Regions from separate parts of the Zea mays genome. Here region 1 is linked to region 2. Evidence: chromatin contacts called from public Hi-C data. All regions are on one chromosome and are shown on one strand. Each heading gives the region's core, a stretch centred on a gene start, on an enhancer-like site or on the middle of the called end of the contact. The rest is flanking DNA. Distances are from core to core; before and after follow the strand shown. Region 1 holds the start of LOC100284076. Region 2 holds the start of LOC100285106 (galactosylgalactosylxylosylprotein 3-beta-glucuronosyltransferase 1).

Region 1 (5,959 bases), core at 2,414-4,913, 500 kb after region 2:
CTACAATTGGAAAGTAATTGTGTTCATATTTTATAGGTGACCAAAATGAACAACTTATGTTGTATAATCAGACACCAAGGCGGAAAGAGGGAAAGTTAGAGTACATAAGAAAACGTAGAGCACTGCAAGCTAGCACTTCGAATCAGGGGTCCATCGCCATGGAGGTCCCAACATATACCTCTGAGGTTGTACACCCTACAACATTATTAAATATGTTAGTTGTTTCTTTGTAATTTCTAAGTTGTTCGCATTATTAAATATGTTTTCGGCATCACTAAATAATCAATTCTTGCGTATGCAGAACCTCCTACCCATCTATGTGTGTCCGTGCGTGATTACTACTGCTACAAATTTCAGATATGTCTAGGTGTATTCAATCCAATACTTCATGGTAAATGACTTTTCCAGCAGTTCGCGGTCGACACATACATTAAGATTGAGAGCTCCCGTTTAGATTTCATACGTAAGAACCAGGATCGGTTAAGGGCAGACCTATACCAGGGCTTGGTGGATAGCATGTTAGATGGAGATGTTAGAGGAGAGAAGGTTGGAAAGCGAACTGTGTTGTCACCGTCATTTATTGGCGGTCCTCGTGACATGAGACGTCGATATATGGATGCTATGGCTCTGGTGCGGAAGTTTGGTAAACCAGACATCTTTCTTACCATGACATGTAACCCTAACTGGGATGAGATAAGGAGAGAGCTTCTACCTGGACAGACATCGCAAGATCGTCCGGATCTTATAGTGCGTGTCTTTCATGCGAAACTACAGGAGCTAAAGCATAGGTTGACTAAACTGGATATTCTCGGTAAAGTCCGAGCCTACGTCTACGTCGTGGAATTTCATAAACGAGGTTTGCCACATGCCCATTTCCTACTCATCAGTACAAGCTCACGTGCCCTGAACAGTATGACCTTTTGATCTCAGCTGAAACTCAGCTCTGAATCAACACGACACAATGCGCACCACAGATACGGAGCCACGCCCAGAAATACTTCCTCAAGGTCCAGAAGCTTGGGCTGGCTGTTGGGCTGCCGCCGATGTACCCGAGGCGCCACTTCGCCATGCAGCAGCAGCAGCAGAGCTCGGTGGCCGGTGGTAGCAGCGCGGCCGCCATGCCGCTGCTGCACGGCCGGCAACCTACTTGCGCGCCGGTCGCCATGCCAGGTCTGGTCGAGCTCGACGCCGTCGCCCATCACGGTTCCATCGGCTGGAGCAGCCCCAGTGTGGTCGTCCCTGCGGCCAGCAGCGGCGGCGGTGGCAAGTACCTTCCTTTTTTGTGTGTCCACTCTCTGCATTCTTTTCAGAAATCTGAGCAGTGTTTCTCGCCACGTTGTTTCTGAACATTTCTATTCTCTTTCTAGGGATGCAAGGCTTGGACTTGGAGTGGGCGGCAGGCGCTTCGGTTCCAGGGGCAAATATTTGGTTTTACACATGCAGGTGGATGTGTTCTCTTTTGGGATAATTTTATGGAAGATCTTGACTGGTGAGGAACCGTATGCAAATATGCATTGTGGTGCTATCATAGGTATGTATCCGCGATGCCCATCCAACCTTTTGTTTGCCTTTAAGCATTGATACATTTCTCGAATGCGTCAGCATTGATAGAAGTGATTACAAGTCGGGCGACCAGCTGGTCGTGCTATAGGACCAACCAGGCGCCTATAGTTCACACTTCACTGAACTATGCAGTCTACAGACATCCTGTGAAGTGTGAACTATAGGATTACAATGGACAGTGGTAAGAGATAGGAAAGGGAGTGAAGGAGGGGAGCAGGTGCTAAGGGAGTGGTAACTGCACATAATCGTTGTGGCAAGGTTTTTGAAGCGAGTAGCAGAGCCTCGGCAGTCAGTAATTTCTGTTGTTGCTTCGCCACCCTCAGCACACGATGAAGTTGTTGTTCTGAACATACAGCTGGCTCAGAGTAACTGAAAAGCCTATACCAGAAAATATGCCCCCACTAAATGCATTATCAGCAACATCACTGATTTGAACAGTAATATTTCAATACTATTATTTCAATACTATGTTTGTGGCGCTTGCGAACTCTCATTTCTTGCAAGCACTCTTTTTTGTGAAATGCTTATTGATTTGAAGGTGCTTTCAGATCATGTTTCCTTCAACACTACAAGGAACTACTGAACTACGTCGAGGAGAATTGTGCTCCAGCAGTTTATACACCAGAATTAAGATAAGTGTGCATTGCTGGAAGGTACCTTTCTTCAGGCTAGGATTTAAGGGTTTTCTTATTTTTTTAATGTTTTAACAGATGAGATAGGTGCAGGTTCCAGCATGTCCTCGTTTTTTGTGACCACATACCTTCACGGTTCATGCATCATACCATTTATTGATCGTACCGCAGGTACATTCAAGGTGCTCCTCTTCTGGGGAACTCTGCAGCTGCTTCTGATGAGATCCTCGCAGTTGACACTCCTTCAGATGGAGGCGATGTTGTTATTGTCAGTAGTAGTGAGAATTCTACATCTACTCCATCAGCTGTCTCGTGGCGAGCCCGGTTCGTTGGGCAAGGTTACAAGCAGGTAAAACACATCATTTCCCGTGGTTAAGGGAGGGTTTTATGGTTCAGTTGAGACAGTTTGCGGATCAAGTGTGAAGCAAAACCATTTGACATCAGATTCACGACCAGGTTTGTGGGCGAGCAGTTGTGTGGGGCGACGACGTTGTTCGTGAGATGGCAGCGCATCTGGACTACTTATCTATTAATTTCTTGAGAATTAAAGGAGGAGGTCTTGAATATTTGTCCTTAATAGTTTATATTGTCAGTTTTACAAGAGTAGATATCTCATTACAGATATCTCATTACACTGGTTGTTGTTCTTGGATTTGAAATTTCTGTTGGAGTTGTTGTCTGGAACTCTGGATAGCATGCTGTGGTAAGAGCAACTGATGATAAGAAAATATATATGTTGCTTATGTAAAGGAGAAGTGTAAAACAAAAAGGTCTCGACTTATAGTGAGTTCGTTTTCCCACTGTTCTGTAATCTTTCAGTTGGTTTGACCACGGTTGAAGGAATCTGATACTGCTACCGAGACATGAGAGACTATGCACGAGACATGTAAATTAACAAGACTCATACAAGCGCGGGACAGTGTGCTGATGGGGCATAAGGGTAACACATGCTCAGGTCTTAACATATTTGGTTTTCGAGTAAACTTTCTCTAGACCCCCAAGGAAATATAGCCCCTGTTTGTTTCGACTTTTCGTAGCTTTTGGCCACAAAAAACTGCTGCGGACTGCCAAACACTCAGCTTTTCAGTCAACTTCTATAAAATTCGTTTGGGTAAAAATCATTCAAAATCAACATAAACATATAATCGGTTGAATCATCACAATAATAGTAATCCATCATTTTATAGATCCTGACCCATGATCAACTTTATCTTCCTCCGCACACGTAATCCTAATGATACTCAGATTCTCACCACAGCCAGATTCTCCACACAACTAGATTCTTGGAAAAGCTGGTCAGAAAAAAACTGAACCAAACAGGCCCATAAGATCCGATTAGATATGTGTCGATGCCCACCAGCGTATTCTCGTTGCAACGCACGGCCACACACCTAGTTAAACAATATGAGTATACCGTACACGACAAGCCGTTTTTATAAAAAAAATACGACGGACTAGCTGAGTAGGTACTCGTCAGCTACAATTCTACGGTCCATACAAGTAGATCGAGGGTGGTCGAGCGTTTCTTTCTCTCTTCGGCTGAACGCGGTTTTGCACAAGCGAGCAAAGAGAGGGAGAGAGAGAAAGAAAAGAAAAGAAAAGAAGGGGAGGGCCGCGACTGTAGTGGGGAGATGCCTCGGCATACTGCGCCCGCGGCGCCGCCATCGGAGCGCGGCGAGATGGACGAGGTGGTAGAGGCGGATCCGGACACGGAGGCGGAGGATCAGGAGGAGAGGTGGGCGACGCTGCTACCAGAGTTGCTCTCCGACGTGTTGCTGCGCGTCGAGGCCTCCGGCGCCGAGCAGTGGCCGGCGCGGAAGGACATCGTCTCTTTCGCCTGCGTGTGCCGCTGGTGGCGGAAGGCCGCAGTCTCCGTTGTGCGTCCTCCGGCGGAGTCCGCCAAGATCACCTTCCCCTCCTCGCTCAAGCAGGTGATGACGAAAGCTTCGGTTTCAGCTGTTCGCTCGCACATGGTCAGTAGAGTGTCTTAGGCACTTACCTGCCGATTCAGCGTGTGCGGCGGCGTTGGTCTGTGTATATCCATGTCGTCTTTGAGGAGAGACGCGATATGCGACTTTGGTCCTTATTGGCGAAGCCTCCGTGATGGATGATGATATCCACGCATCGGAATAGGTAGTCCTGTAAAAATTGAGGGCGAATCTCGCCTCTGCATGCTTTTGGACCGTCAGTTCTGGCCATGAAACCATGTGGTCGCTTACTCTTGCGAGTTCGAGAAATTGGAGCACTGGTGGGGTTAATAGATTTGTATTGTTTTATATACGATAATTGCTACATATCTGTTAACAGTTCTAGAATGCAAGATCGATCAAATTACTGACCTCACGATTATGCAAAATAATTCGAGCTGATCTCATTCTCAGGAAAACTCATGAAGTCCATGAACTGCGGAGGAGTTTAGGGTTAGGGGCTGGGGGTTTTGGTGGGGAGGAATTTGTTCTTGACAATGGCACCGCTCATTGTGGTGGTGGGAATTGATGATGGGGGAGGTATGTTTCATTCTAGTTAGCGAGGGACTAGCAGTGATGACAGATGCAGTGGCAGGAGCCGCTAGAGACAGAGGAGGCAGGCACAGTGGGGGTGCTAGAGCCAGGAGGAAAACTATGGGAGAAGCGAAAGGAGTCGTACGGCTTGGTGCTCATGGTGTGCGACACCATGACACGCAGATGACAGGAAGGCGGCAGGCGGGGTGCTTCATTTGGCCCATTGAATCTGGTGTACAGGTATCATTGCAGTAGCAATATGGAAAAGAAAACAGGTCACTGGATGTCCGTCATAAAGGTCCAAATCTGACGTACTTTGGGCACAACAATCTGTCTCAGAATTTGCTTTTGGAGGTGAATCAATCTGGTTCATTAGTTTATCTAATGCATTGGGTGACGTTTGATACTGGCCATGGGTTTACAAAAATATTCCACAATCAGAATCCAGAAGTGTCTAGTTTTTGCTACAAATTAACCTAGCAGATGGAAATGCGGGGGTTAGCATTTTCTGGGGGCTTGTGGTAGTGCTCGTTTGCATATTTTTGTTAGCTTCAGTTACTTTGGTTATTTAAGATTCTAATGAGATAAATAACCAGGCAGGTCGATTGCATGGTTTGCGTTATATGGCGACATCAGTATTTTTTATACGATCAGCCATTCAGATATTTAGGACATAGTTTGAGAAGTTTCTTTGCAAATTCAGTGTCATAGTGTTTCTTATTTGACATCTGTGTTCCTAAATCTTACACCATTTCTCAAAACACAGCCAGGGCCTAGGGAGAACCCAATGCAATGCTTTATCATGCGGAATAAGAACTCTACATTCTACCTCTACCTTGGCTTCACAAGTTGTAAGTACAAGATATGATGTGCACGTTCATTTGAAATCCACTTTAAGAGAATCTAGCACCTTTTTTCATTGTTAAATAATGCATGATATATTCTTTCTTATGTAACTCTGGCAATTTCACTTCCCTACCTAATTGCTTCCTGTCATCAGGATATTTATTGGACCAACATGATAGATTAAATTTGCTGGACAATAGGATGCATTTGGGTTTAGCTCATTTGTGATCATGGGGAAACATGGTAGATTGAATAATGAAACAGAACAAGCAGTTTACTTGAACACAATACTAGGATAGTTACTTGTAGCCCTTGTAGTCCTGTGACATACATGTAATCATGGGTAGTGACAGTTCTTCACATTATCTCTTACAAGCTCTTACCCTCAAGAGCTCAGGGATGACCTGGCTAATTGTT
Region 2 (5,456 bases), core at 1,993-4,492:
GACCCGTTGGTATAGTTCCTGAGCATTTCCCTTTCTAGGGCATGTGACAGTGTCGGACCCACTCCTGAGTCGAGAGCAGATCCAAAGCCAGTGATCCTGTCAGACGAGTCTGGTCCCGTGGGCCCAACTGCTCAGTTCCTTAGTGCACGGATAGAGCTTACCACACGGATCCCTGTCTTGACACAATAGAAGTGGGTATCGACAAATACTATTCTAGAAAATAATTGTACATATATATCATAACCGTGTCTAGTTATCATCTTAGCATGAATAAGAAGTTACATATATACACATGGGTAGTTCTAATAGTTCAGAGTCCACTACTTTCTGATCAAGATTGATTTAGAGCTTCAAACCTACCAAAATAAATGAGAGGGCTCATGGAGAAAGAAGAGAGTGAATGAGAGGTTGTATTGATATCCACATAATAATGAAAGTTAGCATCTTAAGGGTTTACCTCGGTTAATCACTTGATGAAGGCACGCAAAGATGTCCGCCTTTGTTAATTTCCCAACAATAGAGGCAATTGTTGTAGTCCGACTGCCTCTGTTAATCTTTTAACAGAGACAGACGCCTTAAGCCATCCGCTTCAGTTGATGACTTCTTTAAAGACATATGCAACCCACAAAAATAACTGGTATCTTAAGTGGTATCTAAGGAGTTAAATGTAAAAATTCACAAGAGACGTATCTTGACGAAGGAACGTCTCTAACACGATTATCTAAATCTAGATACGGTTCCAGTCATACAACCCACATAAATAAGTTGTATCTTAAGGGGTTCTAGTGAATAAGATACAAGGTTTACATATACTGGGTTGTATGAACGGTTTTCTTAACTATATCTAGTACTTGAAGAACCACAATCTAGTATATATGTTGTATTGTACACGCTCTAATAGAGGCAGGCGTCTTAAACCATTCGCCTCGATTAATGATCTATTACCGGAAGATGCACACCTCGGTTAAGTAATTAAAGCAGGTGAAATAATTAAATCAATCACCTCCATTATATTATCGAAAACATGCTAACGTGGTATTTTTAGAGTTTTGAGACAATAATATTCTAGCCCAAATGTTGTTTTATTGGTCATAGAAAAACTATGGTTTCAATACCATAGTTTAGTCAATACTGTAGTATTTTTGTGGTATTTGATACTCCACTCAGATCTAAAGTTTGTCTTGCCGTACTCCGGCTATGACCAGGGCAGCGCACTCTCTTCTACTCGCTCGTGGAGGCGGTACTGGTGTTGGGCTCGTCGTGCCACTCGTCCGGTGGTGCCAGCTTCAATGGTTCAGAAATAAAAATAATAAAAGACTAACTCTGTTGTTGAATATTTGTCGCCCGCTAATTTATTTTTAAATTAAACGGCGACAAATAAAAAAGAACGAATGAAGTATTATTCCTTTGACATTTGAGCTTTTTAAGAGCAGTGGTCTGCTGCTTCAGTGAAATCAGATTGTCCAGGTTGTTTTCCATATTATACAATGTGATATACCGGGGTTTTGACAATAAGGTGTTGAATTTCTTTTGACCATATATTAAGATGCTCTCATATGCTACCAAAAAGCGGGTTAGTGAGCGAAGAAGGTGATGCATTATCCTTGACAATTTCAATTTAAACTATAACCAAACAAACTTTGGTTTATGTAAATACTACTTTTGATGTTATAGCAATTGTAAACCGTGGTTTTTAAAAACCGTGTTGACAAACAGGCCCTAAGTTGGTCACCTCCTTTAATAATTAACAAAGGTGACCACTTAACAAGGGGTGGTGCTAGGGATTGGCGGAGGTGGCAATCCATTGTGTGCGTCACCACCTTTTTCTAGCTAGTGCCTCGTAAGGGCTGGTTTGGAAGTAAGGATAATGGAGGGGATTGAAGGGGCTAGAATCCCTCACTATTCAATTTTAAATAGTGAGGGATTATAGCCTCCTCAATCCCTTTTATTCCACTTGCTCCCAAACAAACCCTAAATTTTTTTATGTAGTAGTGTTTCTTGTTCATCTAGTCAATGATTTTGCTAGAACTCAAATATTTGTTTTGTTATATATAAACATTTTTCCTTGGTTCATTACTTATACTAAGCTTCACTATTCCGTCATGAAATGCGTTTAGTTATTAGGCATGATGGCAATATTTTTCCTTATAGTTTACACATCATGCCCTAGCTTGATCACAGTTAGGGAAAGTTTCTTAACCATTTGTTTTGTCAGTTATAATGTCTACCATCTATTTCGTCAGCTATGAATCTAGAAGGATACAATCATAGTCATACTCTATTTCTATTATATACATAATGTTAATGATGGTTGGTGTCCTAATTCTATTATTGACCGTTATAATATTTATAACAATAGTTTATTTTTTCAGTTACCTCTAACATCAAGAGAGAATATAAAAGCTCTATCTACGGTGATGATTTTATATCTTGTATAATCTAAAGCTTCATATACATGTTGTAGACGTAGTGATATAGCTATAGGCTCGTGATTTCTTCCAGAAAGAAAACTATTTTATATTACACTTTAAAGGCTAGTTTGGGAACCCTAATTTCCCAAGGGATTTCTATTTTCACAAAGGAAATTAGTTCATTTTCCCAAAAAAATAGAAATCTCATGGAAAATTGAGGTTCCCAAACTAGTCCTAAGACTTCATAGATATATTTTAAAGAAACGAATAAATATAATGCTAGTGAACGTCTCGTTAAGGTTTCTATCCCAATTCTGTTAGGTTGTATCTATCATATTACCTATCCTGTCTCATATTCTATTTTACATTTCAAACTTTATTTTATAAATACGCAAAACAGTGTTTTGCATAATTATGTACGATTCGCCGGATACAACCTTATTTATTAGTATGATACATAATAATAAACTCTACCCTCTTTGATTTTATATGCTCTATTATCTAAAACACCGTGTCGGTGTAGGGACACAAATATAAGGTTCTGTGTTTAAAAAAAGGAATTTAATATTTAATTTCAAAACGTTGTATCTGTAAGAAATCATCAATGAATTAAAAAGTATTCTTCTTTGCCATACCGTGTTGAATGCGGCACAGCCCACAAGGCCACAAGCACAGGCAATGGCTGCATAGCTATGGCTACCAATGATGATGAGTCTTAAAATGCCGCGATCTCAGGGGCTTAAATGCAACGGGGGCTCTCGTCTCCCTCACCTTCCTGACGGCGACTGCGCAGCCATATCCTCCTGACCTCCTCTCCATCTCCTCTCTTTCGCTGTCTACCCTCACCAACTCCTACCTCCCGAGACAAATTCCGAGGTCGACACAAGAAAAGGGAAAGAACCACAGGTAATTGCCTTCCTGTGTCGGGATTGTAGCTCCAATCCACTCCGCGCCGGCCGGGTGCGCTGCCATCCGGATCAGACGCCCTCGCATCTCTCGCCCTTCCGGCATCGTATCCCCTGGGCGGCAGCGGAGTAAAGATCCGACCCGCTTGGGATTGTTTGCTTCTCCTTTTTGCGGTAAGGAAGCCCCGCTTGAATCGATAGTTCATTTCCCTCTGCATAATTCGAAATTCTCCTTCAGTGACCGATACCAATCGGTCCAGTTTGCTGTGGACTAGTGTGATGATTGGCGGAGTGCTAATAGATGTTAATTTTCTTTAATTTTGGTCCCGCGTTAGGTGCGCCGCTGGACTCCAGTGCTGCACATGCTCGACGACGGTGCTGAGCTCCTGCAATGGCCCGAAGAAATGCCGGCGCAATGCAGCGGGAGGGTTCCGCGGGGTCGGTTAAGGACTGGTCGGAATTCGACCCTTCGCCGTCTCCCAAGCTGGCGTACTCGCAGTCCTACGTCGCCATGAGAGGGCTGTTGACGTCGGTGGCTTCTCTGGACCCTGTCCTGACGTCGAGCAGCCTCAAGTCTCTGTGGGCAGCCTTGTCATCGCACAGGCACGCTCGGTCCTTGGAGAGGCCAAAGTACAAGGGGATGAACTGGAAGAGGCCCATGTTCCACCTGCTTGTGTGCTTCTTAGTAGGAGTTTTCATTGGATTCACACCACTCTTCTCTCTCGATTTATCCAGTAACATAGATTCTGAAAACGAGACGCTTCCGTTTGACGGGGATGTGGTTAACAGACAGATGCTGGAACTTAAAAGTACAAGGTTGGAGCCGATTGTGGCTGCGGCAGAGACTGAAGCCGCCCAAGAACAACAGGTTGATGAGAGTCCTCCAGTTCCTGCGATGCTGGATGATGAGGCGGACTTCATTGAAGCGTCACATGTCCAACCTTCTGTTAATGATTCTGACATTGTTGCAAAGAAGCAGCTGATAATTGTGACAACAACTTCTGTTCGACCACACCAAGCTTATTACTTGAACCGCCTGGCTCATGTTTTAAAAAATGTACCACCTCCTCTTCTGTGGATTGTGGCGGAATGGCCATATCAGTCCCGTGAAGCAGCGGAGATCCTGAGGTCTTCTGGGGTTATGTACAGACATCTTATCTGCAATCGGAACAGTACAAATATAAGGAAGATTATTGTCTGCCAAAAGAACAATGCAATTTTTCATATCAAGAAGCACCGTTTAGATGGTATAGTACATTTTGCTGATGAGGAGCGAGTGTACTCAGTTGATTTATTTGAAGACATGCGAAAAATCAGGTGACCTTTCTGTGCTGACACTTTCTTCGCAGTACTGGAATTTATAGTAGTTCTGCTTATCTCAAATTTGTTCATGGACAAATTTTGAAATGGTGGAAGATCCTATTCCTAACATAGCCTTTTTATATACAGTTTACTGATGTACTTTTAATCATCAAAATACTTTTGACCTATCGTTTACTTGATTGTTCTACCTTTTGCCATGTACTTTGCTTGTCAATGTTGTAAAATCTCTAACTGTTGTTCCATACTGACACTGTATGCCTGTGATTGCTAGTTATTATTAAATATTGTTTTGTTTCTAAAATCTTCTAATACGTAGTGGTGTTGTAAATGATACAATCAACTCTGGTAAGACGATACTTTTCTAGAAACTAAAGGTTCACAATCTATTTGGTTGAATGCAGATATGCATTTTAGGTGGAGCTTGATGCAAGAATCCAATTCTTCCTTTTTCCCTTTCCCCCACTTTCAGTCTTCTTTTCTAGTAGCTATAATTTCATTTTTATGTGTGCTCCTGTGCTTTCTAGAGCTGTAGAATGGTCCACCATACTAAAACATATTTTATTTTCAAAATTTTAATAGGAAGCAGAGCTTTTCTCATTTCTCTCCTCCACTAAACAAAAGCTTCCTTGATGATTACTTTAGATGCCTTTAAAGGATATCCTACTAAGCGTATCGCTTTTTAGTCATTTAGCTAACCACCCATTTAACTAACCACCTTCTGGTGTGGATGCGAAGACAATGTAGTGGAACTTCCTGGTCTAATTTTTTCTTTCCTCGAACGCAAGATGCATGCCATTTCATTAAAGAAGGAATAAAA

Evidence for each region. Hi-C and Micro-C count contacts between places; a contact is called where the count stands out from the background.
Region 1: a Hi-C map of ear shows a contact between it and region 2, with 1.9 times the contacts expected there. The contact joins the promoter of LOC100284076 here to the promoter of LOC100285106 in region 2. A contact is called at or near these places in 2 of 25 Hi-C or Micro-C datasets (ear and tassel).

The regions. Positions count from the first base shown.
Region 1 is chr3:215,222,607-215,228,565 of Zm-B73-REFERENCE-NAM-5.0, forward strand. LOC100284076 reads left to right here and starts at 3,664. Exons shown (of 4, transcript NM_001156974.1): 1 at 3,664-4,126; 2 at 5,463-5,547. The coding sequence starts at 3,827.
Region 2 is chr3:214,721,647-214,727,102 of Zm-B73-REFERENCE-NAM-5.0, forward strand. It overlaps LOC100285106 (galactosylgalactosylxylosylprotein 3-beta-glucuronosyltransferase 1), which reads left to right and starts at 3,243. Exons shown (of 4, transcript NM_001158001.1): 1 at 3,243-3,490; 2 at 3,652-4,633. The coding sequence starts at 3,708.